Linked DNA regions of Mus musculus: regions 2, 3, 4 and 5 are each linked to region 1. A link is a contact called in public promoter capture Hi-C data. All regions are on one chromosome and are shown on one strand. The core of a region is the stretch at or near the end of the contact, and the rest is flanking DNA. Distances in the headings are between cores, read along the strand shown.

What was found. Promoter capture Hi-C pulls out the DNA fragments that hold promoters and counts their contacts. Capture Hi-C pulls out chosen DNA fragments and counts their contacts.
Region 2: a promoter capture Hi-C map of pre-B cells shows a contact between it and region 1, with 4 times the contacts expected there. A contact is called at or near these places in 8 of 39 promoter capture datasets (the C10 cell line, erythroid cells, fetal liver and 4 more), 4 of 484 Hi-C or Micro-C datasets (CD4 T cells, CD8 T cells, pre-B cells and 1 more), 7 of 130 datasets of targeted methods (astrocytes, bone marrow-derived macrophages, large pre-B cells and 4 more) and 2 of 9 other capture datasets (adipose tissue and liver).
Region 3: a contact with region 1 is called in a promoter capture Hi-C map of liver, with 2.5 times the contacts expected there. A contact is called at or near these places in 8 of 39 promoter capture datasets (the 3T3-L1 cell line, 3T3-L1-derived adipocytes, the C10 cell line and 4 more), 5 of 130 datasets of targeted methods (the NIH/3T3 cell line, bone marrow-derived macrophages, embryonic forebrain and 2 more) and 1 of 9 other capture datasets (embryonic stem cells).
Region 4: a promoter capture Hi-C map of adipose tissue shows a contact between it and region 1. A contact is called at or near these places in 8 of 39 promoter capture datasets (the 3T3-L1 cell line, the C10 cell line, HPC-7-derived erythroid cells and 4 more), 1 of 484 Hi-C or Micro-C datasets (CD8 T cells), 5 of 130 datasets of targeted methods (bone marrow-derived macrophages, large pre-B cells, memory CD8 T cells and 2 more) and 2 of 9 other capture datasets (adipose tissue and liver).
Region 5: a promoter capture Hi-C map of pre-B cells shows a contact between it and region 1. A contact is called at or near these places in 10 of 39 promoter capture datasets (the C10 cell line, cranial neural crest, embryonic stem cells and 5 more), 2 of 484 Hi-C or Micro-C datasets (CD4 T cells and pre-B cells), 3 of 130 datasets of targeted methods (the 230-238 cell line, memory CD8 T cells and pancreatic cancer cells) and 2 of 9 other capture datasets (adipose tissue and liver).

Annotation. Positions count from the first base shown.
Region 1 is chr19:29,646,989-29,649,688 of GRCm38.p6, reverse strand. Ermp1 (endoplasmic reticulum metallopeptidase 1) reads left to right here and starts at 1,274. Exons shown (of 15, transcript NM_001081213.2): 1 at 1,274-1,653. The coding sequence starts at 1,334.
Region 2 is chr19:28,989,117-28,991,816 of GRCm38.p6, reverse strand. It overlaps Cdc37l1 (cell division cycle 37-like 1), which reads right to left and starts at 1,450. Exons shown (of 7, transcript NM_025950.4): 1 at 1,148-1,450. The coding sequence starts at 1,279.
Region 3 is chr19:30,200,925-30,203,685 of GRCm38.p6, reverse strand. No RefSeq gene overlaps it. Among named protein-coding and RNA genes, the nearest start is that of Gldc, 27 kb to the right of the region's middle.
Region 4 is chr19:29,046,163-29,048,862 of GRCm38.p6, reverse strand. 1700018L02Rik (RIKEN cDNA 1700018L02 gene) reads right to left here and starts at 1,380. Exons shown (of 1, transcript NR_028360.1): 1 at 134-1,380. Ak3 (adenylate kinase 3) reads left to right here and starts at 902. Exons shown (of 5, transcript NM_021299.2): 1 at 902-1,184. The coding sequence starts at 1,034.
Region 5 is chr19:29,100,104-29,102,803 of GRCm38.p6, reverse strand. Rcl1 (RNA terminal phosphate cyclase-like 1) reads right to left here and starts at 1,429. Exons shown (of 9, transcript NM_021525.2): 1 at 1,164-1,429. The coding sequence starts at 1,299.

The DNA.
Region 1 (2,700 bases), core at 25-2,524:
CCTTGTGGGAGCTGGTGTTCTCCTTCCACCATGGGCCTAGTAGGGAAATGAAAGGTTGTCAGGCCTTGGGGGAAATCAGGGATGGACACATTTATCTTCTGATCCATCTTGTTAGTTCAAGAATATCTCTTCGGGAGCTAGAGAAAGTACCCAAGGAGCTGAAGGGGTCTGCAACCCTATAGAAGGATCAACAATATGAACTAACCAGTACACCCCAGAACTGTGTCTTTAGTTGCAGATGTAGCAGAGGATGGCCTAGTTGGCCATCATTGGGAGGAGAGGCCGTTGGTCTTGCAAAGATCATATGCCCCAGTACAGGGGAATGTCAGGGCCACGAAGCAGGAGTGAGTGGGTTGTGGAACAGGGCAGGAGGAGGGTATAGGGGACTTTCGGGATAGCATTTGAAATGTAAATGAGGAAAATATCTAATAAAAAATGAAATATCTAATAAAAAAGAATATTTCTTCGGAACCTTTGTTTTTAGAGTGCCCTGTGTGTCCGCGGAACAGAGCAGAAGGCTGTCTTGGGATCCCATTTGTCCTTCATTTGCTGTCTTTATGTTCTTCAATATTAAATAGGAATGAAAATATTTTCTTTTCAAAGTCTGTACTTAGCACACTGCTTGACTCAGCAGCTATTCATTAAATTATAGGTATTGTTATCTGTTAAATGAAAACAGCACTAGCCCTGGTAATTGGGGTTCTGTGTCTCCCTACTTCCTTCCCTGCCTCCTCTAGCTGCTCACCTTTGTAGCCCTGGTTGGCCTGGAACTCTCTACGTAGACCAGGCAGGCCTCTAATTTGTGTAAATCCTGAGTGCTGGGATTACAAATGCTTTTTTTTTTTTTTCCAAAAAAATTTTTTTTAAAAGACAGGATCTTTGTTATGTATTCCACTCTAGGCACAAAATAGGGATCCTCCTGTGGCCATCCTTCCTAGTGCCAGGATTACACCTTTGTCCAGTCCTGGTTGTGAAGTCTTACTTATTGATTTGGTAGGCAGAATCCTCCTTTTCCCAGTATTCATCAGCCCAGCGCAGGATAAATGCCTCGTGTATTCTGTTAAAGCGGCCTTGCACTTCTCTCTTGCTTAGGGCTGCTCATTTCTAGGTTTATGGGTGTTTTTCCCTTTGACAGTCTGCTGGCACCAGGCTGGGTGTCAGCCTGTGCCACCAAAGATCTCAGACTCAGGCACCAGGGAACAGCGAGGCGGACCAGCCAATCAGAAGAAATTTGGCCCTCTGCAGTTTCCGTCCGCTCACTAGGAGGCGCTGCGGAGGCCGCGGTGGCCCGGACTGTCGCAGGCTGGGGCGGTTGGTGGTGGCAGTTGCCGCCATGGAGTGGAGCTCGGAGTCAGCGGCTGTGCGGCGGCACCGCGGCACCGCGGAGCGTCGGGAGGGAGAGGCGGCCGCGTCGCACCGGCAGAGAGAGGCCTCAGCGCAGGAGGATGCGAAGGGCGTCGGGAGGATGTGGGGGAAGACGGAGAACGGCGGCGGGAGCCGGGTTGCGAAGACCGCGCTGTCCGAGGCGCGCACGGCGCTGGCGCTCGCACTCTACCTGCTCGCGCTGCGGGCGCTCGTGCAGCTCTCGCTGCAGCGGCTGGTGCTGAGCCGGACCTCGGGGCTCCAGGGCGAGTTCGACGCGCGCCAAGCCAGGTACGGCCGATCGGCCCGGCCGCGAGTCCTCTGCGGCCCCGGGGTGGGGGAGCGCCTGGTGGGTGAGTCCCGCGCGGGTGAGCCCGGCGCCACTGTGCCCCAGGCGGAGGAGGCCGGCGCTGCTGTATGCAGAGTCCCGGGGTCCTTGGGCGCACCTCGGTGGGAAGTGGGATGATCCTGCGCGTCCTCCGGGGGTCTGAATTGCGGGTACTCCGGGCTTCCTCGGCTCCCTCTTTCGCTTTCTTGGGGTGGCCAGATCGATTGAGTCTGCTTTCTCATCCACTCTCTTCCTCCTGCAGATGATTGGTTGTTCACACGCTTCATCATTCTCCTCTCTTTCTCGAGCAACTTCCACTTTTTACTTTGGTTAGTTCTCTGCATTTAAAATGAGATGGAGAGTGAGGTTTTTGTGCCAGGGCTGCATTACCAAGTCTTTCTGGGATGGTGTGGGAGAGGAGTAATGTAGTGCGTGCTAACCTTTCTAAGCACCACAGCCCTCATATCTGAAAGCTGTGGAAGGAGACTCAGAGTACATCCAGACAGAATTATGCCTGTAATTTCTGAAGGTCGCAGATGGTCTATGGCTCTTCTGTACTACGGATTGTATAGGGTTCAACATTTTTTATTTTATTTTATTTTTTATTTTTTTTAAATATTTATTTATTTATTATATGTAAGTACACTGCAGCTGTCTTCAGACACACCAGTCAGATCTCCTTAAGGATGGTTGTGAGCCACCATGTGGTTGCTGGGACTTGAACTCAGGACCTTCAGAAGAGCAGTCGGGTGCTCTTACCCACTGAGCCATCTCACCAGCCCCATTTTTTATTTTTTTTATTCTATTTATTTACTTGTTTATTTTTCGAGATAAGGTTTCTCTGTGTAGCCCTGGCTGGAACTCCCTCTGTAGACCAGGCTGGCCTCTAACTCACAGAAATCCTTCTGCCTTTATCTCCCAGGTGCTGGGATTAAAGACCTGCGCCTCCACTGCTGGCCAAGGGTTCAATTTTTTTTTAAATGACCTCAGGTGTATTTGAAAATATGAAT
Region 2 (2,700 bases), core at 201-2,700, 660 kb after region 1:
TCGTTTTAAAATGTTGGGTTTCTTGGATTACTTCTTCGAGTCAACCACAGTGCACTGAAATTGAGGCAGTTTCCCCTTGCCTGTCCAAATTGACACCAGCAACTTTTCGTTTTCTCCCTCTGCAATACTAAGTATACACAGATGATACTAGTGATCCGTAACTAGGTGACTACTGACCCATCAATTCTCATTTTGCCTTACTTTCCCTATGACTAGTTGGCTGACCATAGTCTGTGGTTATGAAACAGCATACTGTGGGTGAGCCCAATCAACTCAGCTGACTGACTTGCGGGCAGACAATTTAAACCAGTCATCTTTAAGAAAAGCTATTATAATATTGGACCACATTTTTGCAAAAACGCCTGGAAATCAGACACCTACAATCAATTTCATTGAAAAGATTAGTGTTCAGTCTATGCTTTTGAAATCTGGTTCAAAACACACCCAGGTGAAAAGTCGGGAGAAGGTGATGTTCGCAGCATAGCACAGCACCCCTATAAAAGCCATAACTGGCATATAACACTTGACAGTTTCCGAGGCAAGAAAGCTGGGTTGAAAAACACATGTAGTATCAGAAACTTCGGGAAGAAGCCTGAAAGCCAATTCGGTGGCTGTATGTTTTCACCGGAGGCTGACGCGGAATCAAACTATGAATACAGTAAAGGACCAATGATAGAAACGGAGGTGTGTGCCAGCGTCAAAGGCAAGGCTTACAGAATTTGCTGAGATGTCAGCGCGGCAAAGAGCACGTGAGATGTTTATGTCAGGACTCGGTGTACTATTTTAGAAGTACAATCACTCTCTGTTCCTATCAACTGTGCACAAAGTAGCTGGAGCTCGTAATAAAGGCTCGGATGAAAGCACGCACCAGAGGACAAAGGGTCAATGTTATACACTTGAGCGGCCCCCAAAGCTCCACGCAGACAGCAGCAGAGAGGGGGAGGAGGAACCTCTCGCAAAGGTGAGGGGCAACCAGCCCCGGTGCAGGGACAAGTGTGCGTGGACGTGGAGGTCGGGAATGCGCGCGTGATCGCCTCCTTTTCTCGCGGAAGATGCTGCCAGAGCTGTGGCTTGGCATCAGGCTCCCCCGCGATGCCCGCAGACATTTCCCATCCCCCGCCCCCGGCAGAACGCAGGCCGCTCTCACCTGGGCGCCGCCGTCCGGTACCGGAGAGTAGTGGGACGAAGAGGGGGACACGTCTAAGTCACTCTCCTCCTCGGTTTCCCCGCCAGTCCTCGGGAAGCTCCAGGGGCCCGGTGGCGGCCACGGCTGCTCCATGTCCCACTGGTCCGGGCCCGGCAACCGCCAGCGCCAACGGCCCTGGCGTGAGTGGAACCTGCTGGGCGGAGCCAGCCGCCCGGCCGGCCACGGTCGTTACCCAGAATCCCTCTGCCCCTGGCGAAGCCGATGCACCCCCGGAGCAGGCCTGGACTGTGCCGCCGGCGGACTGCGGAAGAAGAAGTAGCCGGCCGGGACGTCATTTCCGGGGGCGTGACCGGGCGTGGCCACGTCTGGACGAAGAAGCAAAGTCTGGAGTTTAAGTCCGGGAAAGCTAACTAGGGTTTCTGCAGGTTCGGATCCGGGCGTTCAAAGGGTGTTCTGACTTGTCCCTCTTCTATTTCAAAAGCTCCTTCGTGTAGAGCAATCTAAGTCGGAGTCGAGGGGGACCGATTTAGAAAGCACAGCCAACTTTCCTTTAACTTCAAATTACCCGCGACAAGACTGTTCTCCAAACCCTGCTACAGCGGAGGAGGACACTAAAAATAAAATACTGGGGCAAGCACATTTGTAAAGAATTGAGACAAGTAGTAGACGTATCAGAGGGCTTTCCGTTCCTCGTGTCTTTTTAGAATCGTGAAGATCCGAGTACTCACTGTCCCTTTTCTTTTTGAGACAAAATGACCCACCATAGCCCGAGAACACATTTTAAGCGAAAAACTCAAAGATTGGGAATGTACCCTGGCAGTAGAGTGCTCATTTAACTAACACAGGCAAGGCCCTGATTTTAGTTTCTAGGACCAGGGAGAGGGAAACAGACACCTAGGAACTAGGAAAGTCTAACTTCACAACCCGCACGTTTAACAATTTAGCTTGTTGTCTATTCGCAATCAGATAAGACGACAGACTATCAGTCTTTCAAGCTTTGATTGATTGGCAAACTGTAGGTAGGGGTGTGTGGGGGCGTGAGGTTCACAAGGGTAGGCCAGAGGACCACATCAGTTCTCCTGCTCTGTTATTTTTCACAGCATTCCCTTGAGACAAGGTTTCTTCTCGCTGAGCTCAGAGAACTGACACCAAGCCTTCTGTCTCAGCCCATTTAGAGCTAGGATTAGAGGTGCAGGTTTGTTGGGTATTTGAACTACCGTCCTCATGCTTGCTCAGCTACCATTTTTACCTACTGAGTCATCTGCCTTAGCCCTGACTGGCAAACGCTAAAGGCTCGTTAATCCTAATGGTCGAGCGATAGATGAGAAAAATGCTGTTAAGCATGCTGTGTAACATTTAAGGAAGAGGGATGACATGAAAAGCCTATGTGCTTCAGTTCAGCTCTTTCATGATCAGGAAAATACCCAACAGTATTTTTACAGCGGAATCTAATACAAAGACAGTTTTGGGGTGGTAAAAGAAAGCTAAAAATAAGTAAGTAGAAGCAATGGAAGAGTAGATCTCAGCGTGCTGATGTGGAAATATCTCTGAAA
Region 3 (2,761 bases), core at 91-2,590, 550 kb before region 1:
AATATATAAATACAACCTGCTCAGTCCATATAATGCTACTTGTATCTATGGTGTGGGCTGACCGTTAGTATTGGATAACCAGCTGGTGTGTTCTTCCTTGGGGAAGACTATTTCTCCCATTCTAAGCATTGCTCAGCTGCCTGTAGTTCTTTGTCTAAGGTTGAGGTATCATGGGCTTTCCCCCTCCCACATTACCAGGTCTGTTGGCGCCCTCTTTGTTCAGGTCATGTTTAGGTAGCCCTGGTGGCGAAATCTCATCTCTGGCATTTCTAGAAGACACAATCTCCTAGCAAACTCCCTGTTTCTCTGGCTCTTATACTCTTTCCACCTCCTCTTCCACAATGATTCCTGATCCCTAGGGGCAGGAACTATGTTGTAGATGCCTCACTATGGACCGGGCCCCACAATGGCATTTAGGTTGATTAGAGCTCTCTATAATGTTCTCCATCTGTTGCAGAGAGGAGTTTCTTTTCTTTTTCTTTTTTTTTTCTTTTCATTTTGGTTTTGGTTTTTCGAGACAGGGTTTCTCTGTGCAGCCCTAGCTATCCTGGAACTCACTCTGTAGACCTTTCTGGCCTCGAACTCAGAAATCTGCCTGCCTCTGCCTTCCGAGCGCTGTGATTAAAGGCGTGTGCCACCACGCTCGGCTTTTTTGTTGTTGTTTTCTTTGTTGTTGTTGTTTGTTTTGTTTTGTTTTTGTTTTTGTTTTTGTTTTTGTTTTTTTCGAGACAGGGTTTCTCTGTGTAGACCTGGCTGTCCTGGAACTCACTCTGTAGACCAGGCTGGCCTCGAACTCAGAAATCCACCTGCCTCTGCCTCCCAAGTGCTGGGATTAAAGGCCTGTGCCACCACGCCTGGCAGGAGTTTTCTCAATGAGGGCTGAGCACTACACTCGCCTGTAAGTGCAAGAGTAAATAGTTAGAATATAGTTAAGGGTTTTGCTGGTTTGGTTAAGTGCATTTTCTTGCACATACAAACTGCTTAATGTGTGGAGTTTAGAGTCGGGTCTGATGAAACTGAGCAGAAGGGCCGTGACAGTTCCCCAGCCTGTCGAGCTGCCTTTGAAGATGCAGCAAGTGTTCTGATGGACGGCGACACTGTGCAGGCCACTCAACAGTCGCTGCAACCTTTCACATACAGTTCAGTCACTACCTGGGCACAACCCTAAGAGGTGGAAGTCTTTTATGGCACAGAGTCTCTGCTCTGTCTGGAAGGGTTGTGTTCCGCCTGTGACCGATGTTTTGCCCTTCCTGAGCTTTGCTGACCCTCAGTGTACTCTCCCACAGGGCTGATGGACTTGGAAGAGACGGAGAGGTGTGAATGATTAATAGGAAAGGATTCATGACGCCACGGCCAGTGAGACATTGCTGGAGCAGGGCTGTACAGATAGTGAAGGGAGCCTGTCTGCACTGAAGTGCGAGTTTTCATTTTAAAGAAAGAACATCATAAGCCAGCACTCAAGAGTTTCTGCAAAGGGGAGAGTGGAGGAAAAGAATTCTTTTCTCCTTGTTTTTGTTTTTATTTTTGTTTCTGTTTTAAGACAAAGTCATAGGCTGGCCTCTAGCTTCTACCTCCCAACTGCTGGTATTATAAGTGTATGCCACCACTTATGGTGTTTTGTTGTGGATGTTGTTTGAGTCCGGCTTTTGCTACGTATTCCTAGCTGGCTTCAAACCCAAGGCAGTCCTCCTGTCTAAGCCTCTTTCATACTGGGATTGCATGTGTGTGCTATCTTACCTAGCTTGGAAACTGTTCCTAGAAACTGAGTCCACTTCCTGCTACTTCATCAAGAGAGAGGTTTGGGAGAGTTAGGAAAGCTTTGGGGAGGCAGGGGATAGTCAGAACTGGGGAGATAGAGCTCCACGTGCTAGCCAATTTCCCTGCCGCTAACCTGCTTCCTGGGTCGCTTCTGTTTTTGGCCTAGAAAAGAAATCCTTCACATGTACCATATTTTCTTTATCCATTCTTCAGTTGATGGGCATCTGGGTTGTTCCTAGCTTCTGGCTAGTGTGAATAATGCTGCTATGAACATAATTGATCAAGTGTCCCTGTGCTATGGTGGAGAATCTTTTGAGTATATGCCCAGGAGTGGTATAGCTGGATCTTAGGGTAGAAATATTCTCAATATTCTGAGAGACCACCAAATTGACTTCCAGAGGGTTGTACAAGTTTGCACTCCCATCAGCGGTGGAGGAGTGTTCCTCTTGCTCCATATCCTGGACAGCCTGTGACCTTAGTCATTCTGACAGGTATAAGATAGAATTTAAGAGTCATTTTGATTTGCATTTCCCTGATGACTACAGATGTTGGAGATTTCTTTAAGTGCTTCTCAGCCATTAGAGATTCCTCTGTTGAGAATTCTGTTTAGCTCTGTATCCATTTTTTAAAGTGGGTTATTGGTTTGTTGCTGTCTAATTTCTTGAGTTCTTTACATATTTTGGATATTAGTCCTCCATCAGCTGTATATGGTTGGTGAAGATCTTTTTGTTGCTTGTAATTTTAAAAACATTCTTGCTGCTTTGGCTGGAGCCATACTCTTGGCTTAGCTCCGAGATCATGCTCCCACCAGCCCTAGTTCCCCACCCCCAATCCCTCTGCCAATGACCAGTTGGCCTTTCTTTCCCAGGAACTGCAATTGCTCCCCTAGTCCCTCATGGCTAGCTCCACCAGATACCAACAACCACCCCAGCTGCCCACTTTCTCCTCCTGCTCACCTTAGTGTCATGGATGAAAAACACTAGGCAGTTTTATTATTTTAAAA
Region 4 (2,700 bases), core at 131-2,630, 600 kb after region 1:
TTTCAAGACAGGGTTTCTCTGTGTAGCCCATGCTGTCCTGGAACTCGCTCTGTAGATCAGGCTGGCCAGGAATCCTGAGATCTGCCTGCCTCTACCTGGGTGCGGGGTTTAAAGACGTCTATCACTGCTGCCTGCTGGTTTGTTATTGTTTTTATTCACAGTACTGTTTCAAAAAGCCTTACTTCCACCCCTGGACAAACAAGCAAGAAAACAAACGGACAGCAGTAGAAACTCGGGTTTGTTCAGCATAGCATTCTCGGAGGCCTCTAAGTACAGTGGCACACAGTAGGCACTGGGTAGCTCTTCCTGAAATGAATGCATTTCTGAAGGAGCTAGTATGTTTGACCTCTGCGGAAGTTAACGGTGACAGCTACTTTTGGTTCTGAAAGTGGATTCAGGGAGATGAGACACATACTTCACTTGATGAAAGCTTCTGTGAGGAGGGTTCCAGGTCACCCCTGGAGGAGAAGGAAATGGGGTGAAAAGGCAGAGGGAAGAAGGTCAAGGGAGGATTGGTGTGAAAAGGTGGGGAACACCTGGTGAACCAGAGGGGCCGAGGGGACACAACACGGGGGCATGCTGCTTCCTGTTGGGTCTGAGCAGGACAGAACTTGGCTCTTAGAAAAGACTAAGGGTGAAAAAGGTGAACACAGAGGGGGGAAAAAAATGAAATCCAGGCACTCAGAGGTGCCAGCGGGAGACTAGAAGTAGAACGGGGTGCTCAGAGGTTGTCCACTGGGGAGAATGCAGACGGGCGCAGCCTGCAGGCTGGGACCAGGCAGCACAGGGCACGAGGGTCTGGGGATGCCAAGAGGCGCCGGGTGGAGCTCAAGGGAGTGGGGTGCAGGGGCGCGGAGGGGCGGTGCAGCAGCCGGCGGGGCGGCCCCGGTGGCCGTCGCTCACTTCCGGGAGAGCCGGGCGTCCTGGCCACCGCCCGCTTGCAGCTGCCAGCCCTCCAGGGCCGCGGAGCCTGTGAGCGCGCAGGCCAGGCCACAGACCAGCGTCTGCGCAGCTCGGACCACCGCCAGCCACCATGGGGGCGTCGGGGCGGCTGCTGCGCGCCGTGATCATGGGGGCCCCGGGCTCCGGCAAGGGCACCGTGTCGTCACGCATCACCAAACACTTCGAGCTGAAGCACCTCTCCAGCGGGGACCTGCTCCGCCAGAACATGCTGCAGGGCACAGGTGGGAGCTGAGACCGAGGGCTGGCGGCGTGCGATCGTCCCGGCGGGGCTTTGCGGGCCGGGGTCGAGGGTCCTGCGACGCGGGTGCAGCGCTCCCCGACCTCGCCTGGGGAAAGAGCCGTTGCGCCCCGAATCCTCTGGCCTCCGTGGGCAGCTTCGGGTAGATGGGGGAGGGGGAAGGAAAGGACTAGGAAGTTCAAAGACTGAAGGAAAGCCCTTGGCTTTGTTTTTAGAAGCTCATTCGACACAGCTGGCAGCTGCGGTGGGGGTCCAGCCGGGGGGAGCTGTGCCTGTCTCTCCACGTGTCCTTGTATGCAGAAGGCAGGCTTTGGCTCTGCCAGGGCTAGCTTCTTTTTTTTTTTTTTCCCTACACCCCCCCCTCCCGCCCATGGTAAGCTCCGTGGGATCTTGTAATTCTGACCTTTCTCTCTGCAAGGTCAAGTATTACTTATTTTCATTGCAGTCACAAAGTTGGCTTAGATTTTGATGCCCCCAGACATTTCTTAGTCACTAAAGTTGTCCTTGTAACAGTTACATAAACGATTGCTGTGTTTCTCCTTCCAAAGTCTTCTAACTCAGCACAAAAAATCTAGCCAACACTTTACAAAGGGTGGGTTTGTGGTAAGTTCTATTTTAAGAAAAGCATTTTTAAATTTATTTTTTGGGACAGTGTCATTCGATGTATTCAAGGATAACTTTAACTTAAGTTTGACATCCTCCTGTCTCAGCCTCCCTAGTGAGTGCTGGGATTCCAGGCGCCAGCCAACTAACAGCTGTAAACTATTTTTTAAAAGCTTGCACTAGATGTGTTTCTCCACAATAGTGTTGACCTTCAATTTCAAACTAGTGCCTATTTTGAAAATTCATTTGAAGCTTATTTACACAGAAATAATACCTGTTCAAGGTTTTAAAAAAAAGAAAGTAAAGGCCAGGGAGAGGAGGGAAGACAGAAATGTATAAAGTAAAAAGCAAAGTTTTCTCTTAGTCCCTACCTCAGCCCAGAACCTCGGAGAGAAACAGTCTATCTCCTTCTGGAAATGTCTTTGTGTAAAGCTCCTTCTTACAACCTCAGTGTATCAAGTTACCATCTACTTACTCCACATCAGTGTTTTCGCACACTGCATTCAGCCTGCCATCCCATATGGAGACGTTGTCCGGTTCCGCACTGCACTGCTTACCCTGTGTCTGCTGAATCTACCGCGATTTATTTACCTCTCCACTCCCTCCTGGCGGGTGTATAGCTAGTTTCTAGGAAAGGGTGTTTTTTGTTTGTTTAAAAGACACTGATATTCAAGTGTGTGCGTGGGGGTGGGGGTGTGTGAAAACCCACAGTTTTCAGTTTCTTTGGCTCGATCCTCTGCACCCCTCAAGCATGTTTTCGTTTTCTTCTAATGTCGACCTTAAGAAATAATAAAGGCTGCAGTTAATTAAAGTTTATCGAAAGGTTATTTGACTCTTGCTAAATGTTCTTAGTGCAACAGATTGCAATGCGAGTTACTGCAAACAGTCCCAAGTCC
Region 5 (2,700 bases), core at 180-2,679, 550 kb after region 1:
CTATTTCCATCACCATGCACAAAACGTTTACAGTGGTAGCAATGAAATTATTAAAAAAAAATTCAGACATGATGAAATAATCTAGCCCTCTAGTAAGAAAAGAAAAAAAAAAAAAAAAACCTCGCAAAAATAAACATACCAGCCTGACCCAGGAGGTCTCCTGAACGAACTACAACCCCCCCCCCCCTTTCAGGCTACTGATAGTTTTTTTTTTTTTTCTCTTTTTGGTTTTAATTGGTTCAATTGTCTTTATCAGAAGGGATCTTGGAGACACTTTTGAACACGCACCTAAATTCTAGGGGAACAGCTGCAAACCAAAGCCATTTAACAAGACGCGGGTTCAAATGATGGGTTCAACCTATCTATCTACCTTTGTGAGACAGATAAATCAATAAGACCTTTGAAGCCTGCAGTTTAATGTTTGGCCTTCCTTTTCCTTAAGCCAAGACAACTACGTCTACGACGTAAAAACTATCTTGGTTGAGCGCTCAGGAGCAGACCTGTAATCCCAGCACTCGGGAGGTGGGGAGGTAGAAGGAACAGGACTTGAAGGGCATCCTCAGTTACATACATAGTTTGAAGGCAACCTGAGCAACATGAGACTCCGGTTCAAGAAAAACAAAACAAAACCCTATTACAAAGCTTCGCTACTGCGCACATCGGTGACTAATAGAAACAAGCGCATCGTTTAAAAATAAAATTTTATAATACACTTCCGAAGAGATAGGGCGGGGGTGTGGTGGGGGGGGGAGGAGATAAATAATGGCGACAAAAACTGGTGTCCAAGCGGGGCAGCGGTTTCAGAGACCTGCTTTGGATGAGATTGGGAAACCAATCTGTGGTACTTTTCTCTCTAATGTCTCACTCAATCACTAGATGTTGGTCCAATAAACTGTTTGTTTTTCTCCAGGGAGGTTTATGGCGAAAGCAAGAGACTCAAGAGAGGGAAGCGAGTGGGCGATGCCTACGATTCGTAGCAACAAGCTAGCCAGGAAAACGTGCAGCTGTTTACTACCCGTGCCCAGGAGCCACAGGGCATCCTTCCACGCGTGGCGCAGCTCGCGGACAGATCTGTCGCCCGACCACCATCCCTCCCACGCGCCCAGTGGCCACTCCGGGCTACGACCCCGGGTCCTCCCTCCTCGCGCCCCCTCCCAAGTCACCTCGGAGGCCCGGGTTGTCGTCCCTGGCGCGAATCCTGCGGATCTTGACCGGTCGCCCGCTCAGGGTGGACAGGACCAGCCGCTGGCGCAAGAAGTTACACCCCGCGTAGCTGAGTGAGTGCGCCTGGGTCGCCATGTGCGCGCCGTCCGCAGAGGCCCGGGACCCGGGACCCGGGAGCGCGACCAGGACCAAGGCAGCCCCCGACGCGTCCACGTGGTTTAGAACAGGAAGACAGAGCGACTAGACACCGGGTCAGAGGGGAGCGGGGCGGAGCCAGCGGCCGCCCGCCCGCCTCCTCCCCTGGCTGGGGCGGCCCGGCCTCCGAGGCACACTACCATTGGCCCACGAGGGATCTGGGTGTTGCCCTCTCTGCGTCGCCATTGGTCTGCGCTGTAGCTGGGCGGTGCTCATGCCGCGTTGCCATTGGCCGGTAGTGAAAGAGGGCGGTGCCCGGGCCCCAGCAACAGCGCGCGGCTGGAGGGACCCAGTTAGTGCTGCGGGGAAACCCCGGCGCCCAGACGCCTTGGGGGTCTGTCTGTCTGTCTGTGCCGGACTTTCACGGCCTATGCGATAAAGGAGGCAATGGCTCCGCCTGGGTGCCCACAGCTGGTGGTACTTAGCAACGTACCTACGGCAGCCCCGGGCAAGGATGCTAGCTAGCCTCTCCCGCGTTTTCCTGCCACCGAAGAGAACAGGATTGACACGCTTACCCTGTTGTAGGCGCCTTGTCTGGGTCTGAGCCGAAATCCTCTGAGGTGCAGCCTGCAATCTTTCACTCCCGGGAAATTGCCAAGCTGTCAGAGGCTGCCTGAACTAGGACCCCGAGCCTTTAGACAAGAGACCGCTGCTTATTTTGTAATGAGGGGCCTCTCTTTGTCCCTTTCTCAGCTGCCCCTTCGTTCATATTCTTTGAGTTTGGTGTCAAGACATATCTGTAACCTCGCATGACTCAAAATGGACAGTTGCAATAACTTCAAGACATACATGCTCATGCATGCACGGGGGATGGGTGGGTGGAGATCTTGCTTTTCCATCTGTCCTGTCATCCAAGCTTGCACTACAAAACCTTTCTAAATATTGTACTGTTTCACGCCTCCATTAAAAAAACAATCAAATGACTACCAACTTAGGAACGCAGTGGTCTTAGTGTTAGGTTTACAGCCAGCCATTCACGGGCTGTAACCCCAGACCTTAAGTCCCAGAAAGCACAGTGAAGGATGGAGTAGAAGCTGGAGAAAGAAAAAAAAGGGGGCCATCCTAAGCGAGTGAGAGTCCCAAGGAAACCCCGAGGAGCATCAGTGGCCATCAGAGAAGAGTCTACGGATCAGCCCTGAAATCCACTGAGGCAGCTAACCCACTTACCACAACGCCATTCTGTTAAGACTGCCTTTACACAGCTAAGCGGCATCTGACAGGCAGCGTTCTTTGGAAAAGCTCCAGGACCCATAGGCTCTCCTCTAAACGTTGTTGTGAAGAATACTAAAGCACCAGGGGTACTTTCACATCAGGAATGGATTTTTCATTTTCTTTTTTAAT